Linked DNA regions of Gossypium hirsutum: region 2 is linked to region 1. The links are chromatin contacts, called in public Hi-C maps. All regions are on one chromosome and are shown on one strand. The core of a region is the stretch at or near the end of the contact, and the rest is flanking DNA. Distances in the headings are between cores, read along the strand shown.

Region 1 (6,463 bases), core at 2,334-4,833:
TTATAGCAATAAACCTTTTCTCGAAAAGTACATGTGCTTTATGCAAGACGAATTTGTATCATTCCCAGTACACTCCTTATCATATCATGGTGTGCTCACACTTGAGGAGTGTTTATACTTAAAAAACCAGGTGGATGGCTCCTTTTGAGAAGAATAGGTGGTCATACCCAAAGAAGTTGATGACAGATGGCCCATCAAGACATTACTTCATATGGAGTCAACGGGGAAATTAACGATGCCTTGGATGCTTACACATGTCTCAATAGTGTAGGGAATTAACATATCTCAATTTAAGTAAACAACAACTTGATTATTAATTCAATCAAACACATAATTTTTATAATTTAATTCTATTCTTATCAGTTTAATTGGTATCATTTTCTTTCCATTGAGAATATTTTTTATATAAGTTCAATTACAAAATAATTTAAAATTGGGTAAATAGATCGCAAGTCACCCTAAAATAGTGTCGTTCTTATTTAAGTGATGCTAATTTTTTTTGTCAATTTAGTCCCTTTAATTAAGATAATTATTTGGATTGCTCACTTCTGTTAAAAATTTCATTAATCTACTAATGGATTGCTGACATGGCTTTTTTGTTTTTTTTTTACTTTTGACTAAAGCCAGAGAGCTCTCTATAATTAGTCTAATACATTATTTTTTAGTTTATTTGCAACATGAAGATTTCAATGGTGGCATAATCAACATTTAAATCCTGTTTAAGAAGAAGGAATCAAATGATAGCAACAATGAACCATGATCATGACCCTACTTACCAGCATGACACCAGCGACCACCCTACGACCACCAACTACCACAACTAGGCTAAAGTTTTTGATGAAGCTAATGTTATTAATGCATCATTTGTTAACAAAAAAAATGAAAATCATTCATATCACACAACCAATTAAGCTTCATTTTTTTATATTTTGTTGTCCAAATATACATATTTTCCTCCATAACCTTATATCATAGAATTATTCGATAAAAGGGTACTAGAATGAATAATAAAGCAGTCACCAACCATTAGAATAGTTTAGGAATTATAGAAAATTGACCAAGAAAACTACCAAAAATATTAATTTTTTACTTAAAAAGAAAAAAAATGAACTTTCTAAACTCAAATTTTCTCTTTAAAATATAGGTGTAAAGCAATTTTTTTTCTTTTTTTCCTTTCCCTTTTTAATATTTAATTTTGATGTTAGGATTTTTTATTTTTCTATTTGTTCTTAAGAAGCATGGAACATGGAAAAGGTAAAATAATAACCTTGATTGAACCTAGTTTTAGCTAACTCACTTTTATGATAAGACTAAAACAAGTTTAGAACTCAAGATCAGAGTTTCATTTTTCTCTTAGTTTTTCAGCAACAAAACAGAGAACGAAAAAAAAGGAAACCTCAATACTGGAAACAAATCATGAATAAATTTCAGACATTTCTACATTAGAAAGGGTGGTTAGTGATGTCATGCTAGCAAGTAGGCTCATCAAAAAGGGTGGGATCACATTAGAAGGTTAGGAACTCTTTATACGATCAAGTCTCTAGCTAACCGTTTAGTGTTGAAACAACGTCTATTTACGTTTTGCATGAATGAATGTGAGCTTATTAGAGATCACATTAGTCAATTTATTACTCTACTATTGTGCTCTTTACCCTCTTTATACAAGTCTTTCAAGTAGATCTTGATTTATAGCAGAGACAAACTCTCATTTAAAGATGTGAAAGGTCCTTTGTTGAGTAAAGAAAAACTCAACAATGAGTTTGGTTCGGATAGTAAGGCAGATAGGTAAACTTCCATTTTGGTAGCATCAAAGAAGCGAGACAAAAGGTTTCACTATTGTAATAAGTTAGGTCACGTCAAAGTAGATTATTATAATATGTGAAATAAAAGGGTTGTTGAGAGTAACAAGGAAGATGTAGCTGGTGTTAATTTGGTCAACAAAAGCGGTGATGATTTCTTATTACTGTCAACGAGTGATAGCTCCGAGCTTATGTCTGAGTCAATCCTAGATTCGGGATGTTCTTTCTATATGTGTCCCAACAGAGAATGGTTCTCCATATACAGTTCAGTTGAAGATGGAGTTGTGCGCATGAGAAACGATTCATCCAGTAAGGTAATCGACATTGGACTGTTAAAATTAATATGTACGAAAGGATGATTAGGACACTCTTAGATGTCAGGTTTCTACCTGATTTACGAAAGAATCTCATCTCCTTGAGTATTTTAGACTCGAAAGGTTGCAGAATCAACATCGAGTCGAGCAACATTAAGGTGTCTCATGGGGCTCTCGTTTTGTTAAAAGGTAAAAGGACCAATAACCTTTATATTTTGGAAGGTTCAACACTGACCGGTGAAATCAAGCGTCTCTCGTCCATTACAGAGTCGAAGTCAACTAGTTTGGAGCGGAGGCAACTTAGTCATAGGAGGGAAAAATGTATGAACATTTTGTTGAAGAGATGTTCTCTTTCAGATACAGGTTTTGAAAAGTTAAGGCGCTGTGTTCGTGAAAATCAAACTCGAGTTAGTTTTGATTTGGCAGTGCACAAGTCAAAGGCTAGAGGTCTTCTTGCTTTTAAGCACAAATTCGACTCAGTTAATTCCCTACATTGTTCAAGATAGGCCGATGGCAAGTTTTGGCAAAGATGGTGTTGTGGAAATATGAGTCAAGGTGGAGATTTGTTGAGTATGCCTCATATTTCAGTCAAATTGTAGAGATAATCTCCCAGTTAAACTCTATTTATTTGTTTCAGTCGAACTTTGATTAGTCTAGATTAGTTTATTATTATTTGACCTACGAATTTAGCCTATAAAGAGGCTCTTTTATAACCTTAGAAAAGACATCCATTAAAAAATTAAAACTCATAACACTTTTGGTAAATTTTGTGTTTACGTTTAGAGGGTTCTTTATTTTCGAGTTTCGCGGTTTAGTTTTTATCTCTATCTTTTGTAGTCTTCATTCTTTTGCCATTATAGTAAAATTATCTTTCTTCGTAATTTTTTATCTTCTTTGGAGGGATTTTTTCACGTTAAATTTGTGTGTTCAAATTCTCAATTTCTTCTGCTATTTTTACTTATTCGTTGCTTAATCAGGTCTATCCCCAACACATATGTTGCAAATAAAAATAAAGTGATTTTGACTAATATAGAGAGGTCTCTAACTTTTGTCAAAGTTAAAAAAATATTATGTTAACAACTCGATGGATTAACGAAATTTTTAACATCTGTGACTAATTCAAATAATTATATTAATTAAAGTGACTAAATTGAAAAGAAATTAAAGTTGCCAAAATAGGAACAACGGTAATTTAAGATGACTTGCAGTATAATTTACCCTTTAAAATTAGAAAAAAAATGATTAAAAAAATATAGGAATTGAAACACTTTATTTATCTAGGATATATCGAGAAGAATAAAAAATAGAATAGAAAAAAAAAGGTAGAGTTAATATAATTTTTTAAAAATAAAAAGGGGGGCATCAATTAACAGATCAGAGTCGTTGCTGTTAGAGAGGAGAAGAGAGGGACCCACCAATCTCATCCAAAAAGTATAAACGATAAAACTACCCACTCCCATCATTTGGTTTCTCCCCTCGTTTCCACCCTGGCCTTCCCCTCCCGATTCCTCCACCGTTTACCTTCTCAACCGGTTACCACCTTCCCACGTGCTCCCCACGTGCATCACCCCTTCTTCCCCTTTCTGTGGTGCAACAAATAAAAGTTAGAGAGAGAAACAAATTACTGAATAATATTAAAAAAATTAGTAGTAATTATTATAAATATTTGGGTTTTGCATTTATTTTTCCATATATTCTCCTTTCTTTTATTTCTCTCTCAAAGCAAAATCAGACTTTTTTTTTTCTTGTCTTTGCCTTGTAAAGATTGATTATATCTTGCTTAGCTTTGGTTTGGTTTCCTTGAGTGTTTTGTTTTTTTATTTTCTCGAGAGAGAAAGAAAGGGAAAATCTTATCTCGCATCGATGAGGATCAGGAAAAGACAGGTTCCGCTACCTTTCTCTTCCATTTCACCAGTACCCCTTTCATCAGATCCCAACTTTAACCGCCCTCCGGTAGCGGTGGTGCAACTCCCGCTACGGCAGCAACAACCACCCACTCCTTGCTGCTTTGATCCTCACTACCCTTCTCAATCTGATCATCCGATCGGCCAAGCACTGCCAACCCAACCCCGTGATGGAACAACACATGGAAAACAACTCACGAAGAACAAACAAGACTACTTGGTTAGTTAGTTCAATGATTCAATCCTTACAAACAACTAAATAGTACATCTTATTTCCTTTCTTTCATTTTTATCATAGTTTTAACTTTGTTTCTGAGACTGCACTAGTGTTCAACGTAACAAAAAGAAATAAAGCATCTCTTGTTTGAATTCTCTTTTTACTTTGATTAATTTGCACCCATGAAAGTTGCATCAGGTAAAATTACAAACTTGCTAAGTGGGACCTTTTTTATTTCTTTTTGTAGGTTTTGAAGCCTGGAGGAGAAGAAGAAGAGGAGAAGATTAATGACACCAGGTAAGAACTGAAGGGCTAAAAAAGTTTAAATTAAAAACAAAAACCAAATTTCTTCTGTTATTTCATAAAATCTTGTAGTAAAAAGGTGAAAAAAAAAAGAAGGGTCTTGATCTTAACTTTTTAACCAACACCAACACTAAAATGAAAGAATTCTACAAAAATGAAAATAATACTGTAACTGGAAATACTGTTTTTAGGTGTTTTTATTTCAGCTTTGGCTAGCAACCATACCTTCCTATCTAATCTAATCTTTTTTTCTTTTTTCTTTTATCTTCAATTTTGGTTAACTAATATATATGTCCATGCGGTGCACGTTAGCATCGGATGCTGGTCCCCGTCTCAACTCTCAACCAATGTTATTTACATCTTGCTCCATGTTTTGCACTAATTTCATTCATTTTTTTCCATTTTTTTTCTTTAAAAAAAATTTATGTTTGTGGTTGTGGATCTTCTGGGTTGGGTTGGTTTGCTAGGGAGAAAAATGTTTTGGGTGCAAAACTAGGAACTGGGTCTCCTCCACAGTCGAGTTCTTCCCATCATCAAGGTAAGAATCTTCTGCATATGTTAATCAAAACGGAAGAATGAAACCACTAGTGTTTGATCGATGTAGTATTTGAAGGTGGTTGCACTTTGTTGTTGTTGTTGTTTTGATTGCACTTAAACTAAAAGCTGTTGGGAGATGGGGTGAGGGAGAAAAAGCATTTCCATTGAAGAAGAGAAGAGGGAGCGTTGAAACAACAGGGGACGATGATGATACGATAATGGCGAAAGATACAAATAATAAGCGGCCGATGAAGAGCAGTACCAGCAAGATGAAGACTAAGCTGAACAAGAAACTTGTGCAGCAGCAGCAGCAGCAAAGCAATGGTGAAGAACAAGAGAGCAAAGACATTGCTTGCACTAGTATTTATAATAATAACAATTCTAGTGGTGCAAAAAAGAGAGGTCGAGGTGGTGCACTCATGGAAGGGTCGCGGTGCAGTCGAGTTAATGGAAGGGGATGGAGATGTTGCCAACAAACACTCGTTGGTTACTCTCTTTGCGAGCATCATTTGGGCAAAGGTAGGTTGAGGAGCATGACTAGTGTTCGAAGCCGATCTTTAGCATCAAAGGAGGAGGGACAGCCTAATAATGGTGATAATCAAGGTCTGATGTTGTCCAATCTTTCTTCTTCGTCCCAACAATTAGCAAAGCGTGAATTGCATGGTGAAAGTGGTGGGAATGATGCAGAAGGAGAGGATCAGAAGCCATTGATGATGACAAAGAAGAGAGCGAAGCTTGGAATGGTTAAAGCTCGATCCATAAGTAGTTTGCTGGGCCAAAACGACAATGCAATTGCAGTAGCAGATGATAATAACTAGCTGAGCCTGAGAGTGTATGAAAATAAATAAATAAAAGGTTTGAGGTTACAGTTATTATTATTATTATTATTATTATTATATACCTGGTGCAACTGTTCCCAACTTCGTTTTTATTTGAGATTCTTAATGGACTGGTGCTTGATCAAATGTTTTTAATCTTTTCCTTTTCTTTTTTAAATCTTCTGTTCAGGCATGATGATGGGCTTAATGTTAAATAAATAGAATGGAGCCTTCTTTTTTCCCGTTGATTGTAGGATGTGGATTTCCTGGTCTAAAAGTACTTTAACAAATGATATTATTATATAAACACATAAATATAGTTACTGTGCATCTTTTGACCAATAAAAGTGCATGAGAATGCAGTCACGTTCATGGCTGCGCAACACAAGGTTTGATCGAAGGAAGAGCTATTGAATCTGAAAGCATGTTCAGTTAGAATTATTGACTTCTGCTTATAACATGGAAATTGAACCTTATTCTTTATTTTAAATATTTTTTTTCCTTTTTGGATAATTATGTGTGCCTTGAATAAGAATTAGAAATAGAGGTAAAATATATGGTATAACTATCA
Region 2 (6,401 bases), core at 1,401-3,900, 440 kb after region 1:
TTAGTTCATGTTAGTCCTCGAGCATTTTGTATGTATTTGTACAAGGAAAAATTTCCTCCATAATAGGACTTGACCCTCCATGGTTTGCACAATTTAACAATTTAGTCCTTACATATTATCATCTCAAATAACCTAGCCTAAGAAATAAGGACCTACCCCTCATTTTATTATTTTTGTACTTAGGACATTTTCAAATTTTTTGACGCGAGACATGATAACAACCCAAGTACCATGTTCCGGTTATTTGATTCGGATGTCTCTAAGCGAGTTATTTCGCCCTACTCGTGATAGCTTGTTAGCGGAGTAATTGGACGGCCACACGAACCTTATTACGCGAGACATGATGATAACCCAAGCACCACATTCTGGTTACTCGGTCCGATGTATTCCCTCAATTTTTACTCTTAACATTCGTATCAAAGGAGTATTATTATTTATTCTCTCTTCTTTTTTTTTTCGTTTTTTTCTTTTTTCTTTTGGCTAAATCAAAGCTATTGAAGAGTTTATACGAAAAGAACTAAATAGTTAAATAGGCCAAACCACAAGTGTACCATCCTAATTTATCAAGAAAATTATTTACCTTCTATGAGAAACATGCAAAAATAACGACAACGGATAAGCAAAGTAGAGCCGTTAGAATCGATTTATGTTCCCCTCCCTCTACTTATTTTACATTGTCCCAATGTAATTTAAATTAAATTAAAGGATAAAACGTAAAGGTAAGTAGGGAAAGGAAAAATTAACTCCCTATGTAATTTAATGTCGTGGAGGGTGGTCTCGTAGGTGGGTGAGAACGTCTGTCACTAAGGTGCGTAAAGATTCGAGTCCTTCCACGATTCGAGTCAACCGAGATTCGACGGAAGTTGGAGGCTCCGTTTCGTGCTGGTGTCTTCGTCAGAACACTCTATGCGACCGATCCGTTCTCGTACTTAGAGGAATAAAATAAAAAGAAGAAGGGGTACCGGCAAGTAACCCCATAGAATCCAAGCAGTACGTATTTAAAGAGTCTGTTTTATATGCCAAATTCAAAGAACTAAAATTGATAGCTGATGGATTCAAATTGGATGCTAAACGTGTGATGTAAGTACCCAAAATTAGTGGCCGATTCGACCGTAAAACATGCTGAAACTGAATAGCAAACCAATAGCCTAAATTCACCTTCCTACCCAAATGCATGCACTATAGAAAGAATAATTCAGTCTTAGTTAAAGAGGCAGATGCATCATTACGTTCGAAAAAATTGAAAGTAAGGAATTTATGTATATATCTAAGTGCAGGACTATGAATTCCTATGTCTTTACAATGTTTCGGGTCGTACGATATTTGTCTCATTTTAGTTAACAATGCCAAAGCTTCTTTAGTGTCAAAGTCAGGTGGTATGTCGAGATATGATTCGTGATAGTCATCAGTTGTTAATTATTCCTCACTAATGAATCCTAAAGCAACATTAAACTTAGAATTTGATAGATTATAATGCACAACAAGTAAGCAAAAAGAGATAGCGTGAGGTTTCTACACGGTATTAGTAGAGCGGTTAAAATGATATGTAGAATAAAATTCAGAAACCAACTCATAATATGTAGGTTCATTAATGGCAGCAAAATCAGTCCATCCAATAGCTTCAAAATATTAATTAACAGATTCTTTAATATCTAAACAATATAATGAGAATGGGTGTACGTGCTTACATATAGGAAGATGGCGATGTTGGATTTGTTCGACTTGGTATGCCGAGTTGGTGAACGTTAGATTCCCACAGAATCTATTCTCCGGGGGTATAAATCCTTTTCCTTTCCGAAATCGACCGCGTTCACGTGGGAAAAAGTCAATGTCATTATGGGCAGATGCTCGACTTCCGTCATTATCCGTTTTATCTCCACTATTTTCAACATTTTTTTGCCATTGGAGTTGATGAACCAGCCAACGGTGGCTGTTGCCAAGCACAGGTTTGTGAACATTGCGTCGAACGTGGTTCAATGTCGTCGTTCGGGGGTTGCGAAATTCTTCTCAAAGGCCGTGGTCGTGTAGGTTGCTGCGCACGTAAGTTTGATCGGGAGGAAAGGTGATCGTGGTTGTCGGATGAGTCTGGCGGTTCATTTTGGTTGTTTGGAGAATGGTAGTCCGAAATAGGTGGCTCATGGGGTAGGTAGACAATGGTAATCGGAGTTGGGCTGTGATTTCTTCTATAAGACGTGGTTGCGGCGACGAAGAGTGAGGAGACTTGTCGGAGTCGATGGTTACAAAGGGCGGAGCGGAGAAGCAGTTTTGACAACGGTTAACCGCAGAGGGTGGTTCTTGCGTCATGCGTTCACGGGTGCGGACCATGGTGGGGCGGTGAATCGGGTTTTTTCATTTTTGTTTTGAATGGTGGTGAGTGGTGGTGAAAAGGGAAGGGGTTTATGAAGAAAGATAGAAATAAATATCTGAAAGAAAGTTTTTGTTTGTTTTTGTTAGAAGAATTTGATTGGTCAAAATGAGGGTAATGGGGTTAGGTTTTCTTAGGTGAAAAATAGGTGGATGGTTAGGATTTGATGGGTGAAAGGATATTTTTTTAATTTGAAAAAGGGTAGACGGTTGGAGAGAGAGGGATGAATTAAAATGGGGTATGGGGTTGAAGTTTTCTAGGTGAAAAGATGGCTAGGATGTGATAGGCGAAAGCTTAAGATTTGATGGGTGAAAGGTTAGGTTTTTTTTTTTTATTTGGGAAGGGTGGACGGTTGGGATGTTTTTGGGCTTAATTTTTGGGTTTGAGTTTGGGTAAGTATGATGGGTTTAGGTTTTGGTTAGTTTGTAGCTAATGGGTTAACTTGGGTAGTGAATTGGGTTAAATGGTGGTTCAAATTCTGTCTTGGCATGTCTATCTGTAAAATATAAAAAATAGAAAATTAAAATTAAAATTAAAATTAATTAGAATAAAAATTAAAATCTGTAATTTTTATTTCTCGAATTTATAGCTTAGCTAATGCTATGCTCAAATATTTAAGAAATAAATTATTAAAAACTAAGATTATGGGATTTAGTAAAATAGTCGTGATAAATGCACCAGGTCAGTTCCCAAGAAAGAAAGGTGAGTCACAATGGACATTCTTAAGTACCAAGTCTTTCCTTAGGTAGAACCGATTCTTGACATGCATTCTCACTTTCTATTTTACCTTCCAAAAATTTTATTTGCATAAAGGAAAAAAATTGGGTTGCCTCCCAACAGCATTTTGTTTAACGTTGTTAGCTTGACGACCTGTTATTCAAGTTCTGGGCTCCTCGAGAACAATCTCTTCAACTGTGTGCGTTTGAAAATTCTCGTAAAAGGGTTTCAGTCTTTGACCATTCACCTTAAAGCACTTCCGGGTTTCTTCGCTTTGAATTTTCACTGCACCATTCGAGAATAAATTAGTTATAATGAATGGATCTTTTTATTTGGATCGAAGCTTACCAGCGAAAATTTTTAAGGTGGAGTCATATAGAACTTTTTGTCCTATTGAAAACTGCTTCCTAGTGATTAGCTTGTCATGAAACACCTTCGTCATTTTTTTATAAACTCGAGCATTTTTATATGCATCGTTTCTAATTTCCTCGAGTTCCTAGATGTCCAACTTTCGAGACCTTCTTACAGACTCTATCTCCATGTTACACTACTTAATTGCCCAAAATGTTTTGTGCTCTAATTCGACTGGGAGATGGCACGATTTACCGAAAACGAGTCGGTAAGGTGACATGCCTATTGGTCCCTTGTAAGCTGTCCTATAAGCCCAAAGTGTGTCATTTAGTCTCAAACTCCAATCCTTTCTGTTAGGTTTAACAGTCTTTTCTAGAATGGACCTAATTTCTCGATTCGACACTTCAGTTTGCCTGTTTGTTTGTGGATGGTAAGCAGTGGCAATTCGTTGAGTCACTCCATATTTCTCAATAAGTGCACTTACGAGCTTATTGCAAAAATGAGTTCCTCTGTCACTGATTAATGCTCGTGGAGTGCCATACCTAGAAAAAATAGAACTTTTAAGAAAGTCAACTACGGTCGTCCCAGATGTAATACCGAGCATATTTTCTTATCTTATCTTTTTTTGAAATTGGTAATTTCGAAGGAACAGTACCTGTAATGAGGTAATTTACTATGTCTGCGTACCAAGGATGAACTGCTTTTGCTGAAAACAGGTTTTCATCTGGGAAGTTGTCTTTCAATAGTGTGTCGTCTACTGAAATCGATAATCGATTCAGATGGTCAGTTACTAAGTTTTCGCATCCCTTTTTATCCTGGATTTCAAAATCGAACTCTTGTAGGAGCAGAATCCACCTAATCAGTCGAGGTTCTGCCTCCTCCTTCCCTATTAAATATTTCAAAGCTGTATGATCAGAAAAGATAATCACCTTAGTTCCCAATAGGTAAGATCTAAATTTGTCTAAAGCAAACACTACAGCTTATAATCTTTCTCAGTGGTTGTGTAATTGCTTTGGGCAGCATCCAAAGTCTTTGAAGCATAGTAGATAACATGAGGCTCTTTCCCTATTCTTTCGCCAAGAATAGCTCCCACACTTCGGTCACTTGCATCACACATGATTTCGAACGGGAAGTTCCAATTTGATGGTTGCAATATGGGAGAGGAGACCAATTTCTGCTTCAGCATGTCAAATGCGTCTTTACAGGTCTGGTCAAATTCAAATTCTTTATCCTTTTGTAACGACTGCAAAGCGGTGCGTGATTTTCGAGAAGTCTTTCATGAATCGTCTGTAAAATCCTGCATGGCCAAGAAACGAACGAACTTCCCTCACAGATGTGGGGTAAGGTAATGAGTTAATAATATCTGTTTTTGCCTTATCGACCACAATTCTTTCCGAGGAAACTATATGACCTAAAATTAATCTTTTGTCAACCATAAAGTGACATTTTTCGTAATTTAAAACAAGATTAAATTCTAGGTATCTTTGTATTATCTTAGCAAGATTATTGAGGCATTCGTTAAAAGAGTTATCGTACACCGTGAAGTCATCCATGAAGACTTCAATGATTTTCTCGACATAATTGGAGAATATGCACACCATGCATCTTTAGAAAGTGGCCGGAGCATTACAGAGTCTAAACGGTATTCGTCTATACGCGAACGTTTCAAAAGGGCATGTGAAAGTTGTTTTATCTTGATCCTTAGGAGCCACCAAAATTTGGAAAAATCTCGAGTACCCATTGAAACAACAATAATGGGTCTTACCAGCTAATCGCTCGAACATTTGATCGATGAAGGGAAGTGAATGGTCTTTCTGGGTAGCTGCATTCAACTTTCTGTAGTCGATGCAAACCCTCAATCCATTCTGGACTCGGGTAGGGACTAGCTCTCTTGACGAGTTTTTCACCACTGTCATGCCAGTTTTCTTGGCCACGACATGAATCGGGCTAACCCAATCACTATCGGAGATCGGGTATATCATTCTAGCATCCAACAGTTTATGGATTTCCTTCTTTACTACCTCCATCATGGGTGGATTAAGGCGCCTCTGAGCATCTCTCTTTGGTTTTGTGTTATCTTCGATGGAAATTCTGTGCATATAAGTGGATGAACTTAGCCTTTTTATGTCGGCTATTGTCCAACCAATAGCTTCTTTATAATCCCTCAAAACTCGAACTAGACTTTCCTCCTCGTCTTTGGTTAGTTTGTTTGACACTATCACCGGTAATGTGTCTTTCTCTCCCAAAAAGACATACTTAAGGTGGTCTGGCAATGCTTTAAGCTCCAAGGTTGGTGGCTGCAAAACCGAAGGCAACATTTTAGTTTGGGAAGGTAATAGTTCAAATTGGTTACCTCGGTTTGTCAATGATGGTTGCATCTCCAAGTGTTTGACAATTTCTCGCAACGGTTCCTCTATAATTGCTAATTCCTTGAGATGATTTAAAATATCCATGTCAATACTTCTGTAAAAGACAGTTTCCAACTCATCATAGTCATGATATTCGAAATAAGATTGAGTTAAAAAATCCATAATATCAATACTAGAAATATTTAATAGTGAGTTGGGATGACCCATTGAATTTCACGATTTCGCCATCAAACTCCATTGTCAGTGTTCCGCTCTGAACGTCAATTTTTGCGCTTGCGGTACTTAAGAAAGCCCTTCTAAGAAAAATGCCAGACGAATTAGTTGAATTATCGTCCTCCATATTAATAATGTAGAAATCTGTAGCAAAAACTAATTCGTTAACTTTAACAAGGACGTCTTCAAGCAACTTTTCGGGATAGATGACTGACTTATTCGCCTATTGAATTATTACTCCTGTCTTTTTCAAAGGACCCGTGTTAATCAACTTATAAATAGAATAAGGCAAAACATTAATGGAAGCCCCTAAATCACACATGGCTTTCTTAATGCCTACATTACCTATCTCACAGGAAATAGCAAACATACCTTGGTCCTTGTAT

Evidence for each region. Hi-C and Micro-C count contacts between places; a contact is called where the count stands out from the background.
Region 2: a Hi-C map of leaf shows a contact between it and region 1, with 4 times the contacts expected there. The contact joins the enhancer-like site here to the promoter of LOC107945745 in region 1. A contact is called at or near these places in 2 of 34 Hi-C or Micro-C datasets (both in leaf).

The regions. Positions count from the first base shown.
Region 1 is chrD04:24,191,330-24,197,792 of Gossypium_hirsutum_v2.1, forward strand. LOC107945745 reads left to right here and starts at 3,584. Exons shown (of 4, transcript XM_016879851.2): 1 at 3,584-4,237; 2 at 4,482-4,531; 3 at 5,005-5,075; 4 at 5,201-6,132. The coding sequence starts at 3,977. The coding sequence ends at 5,892.
Region 2 is chrD04:24,636,406-24,642,806 of Gossypium_hirsutum_v2.1, forward strand. No RefSeq gene overlaps it. Among protein-coding and RNA genes, the nearest start is that of LOC121216154, 19 kb to the right of the region's middle. Within about 2 kb of position 2,651, at least 4 of the 9 cell types and tissues checked have an H3K27ac peak or open chromatin away from gene starts, as enhancers often do. A contact at or near this core is called in leaf, where this site is marked.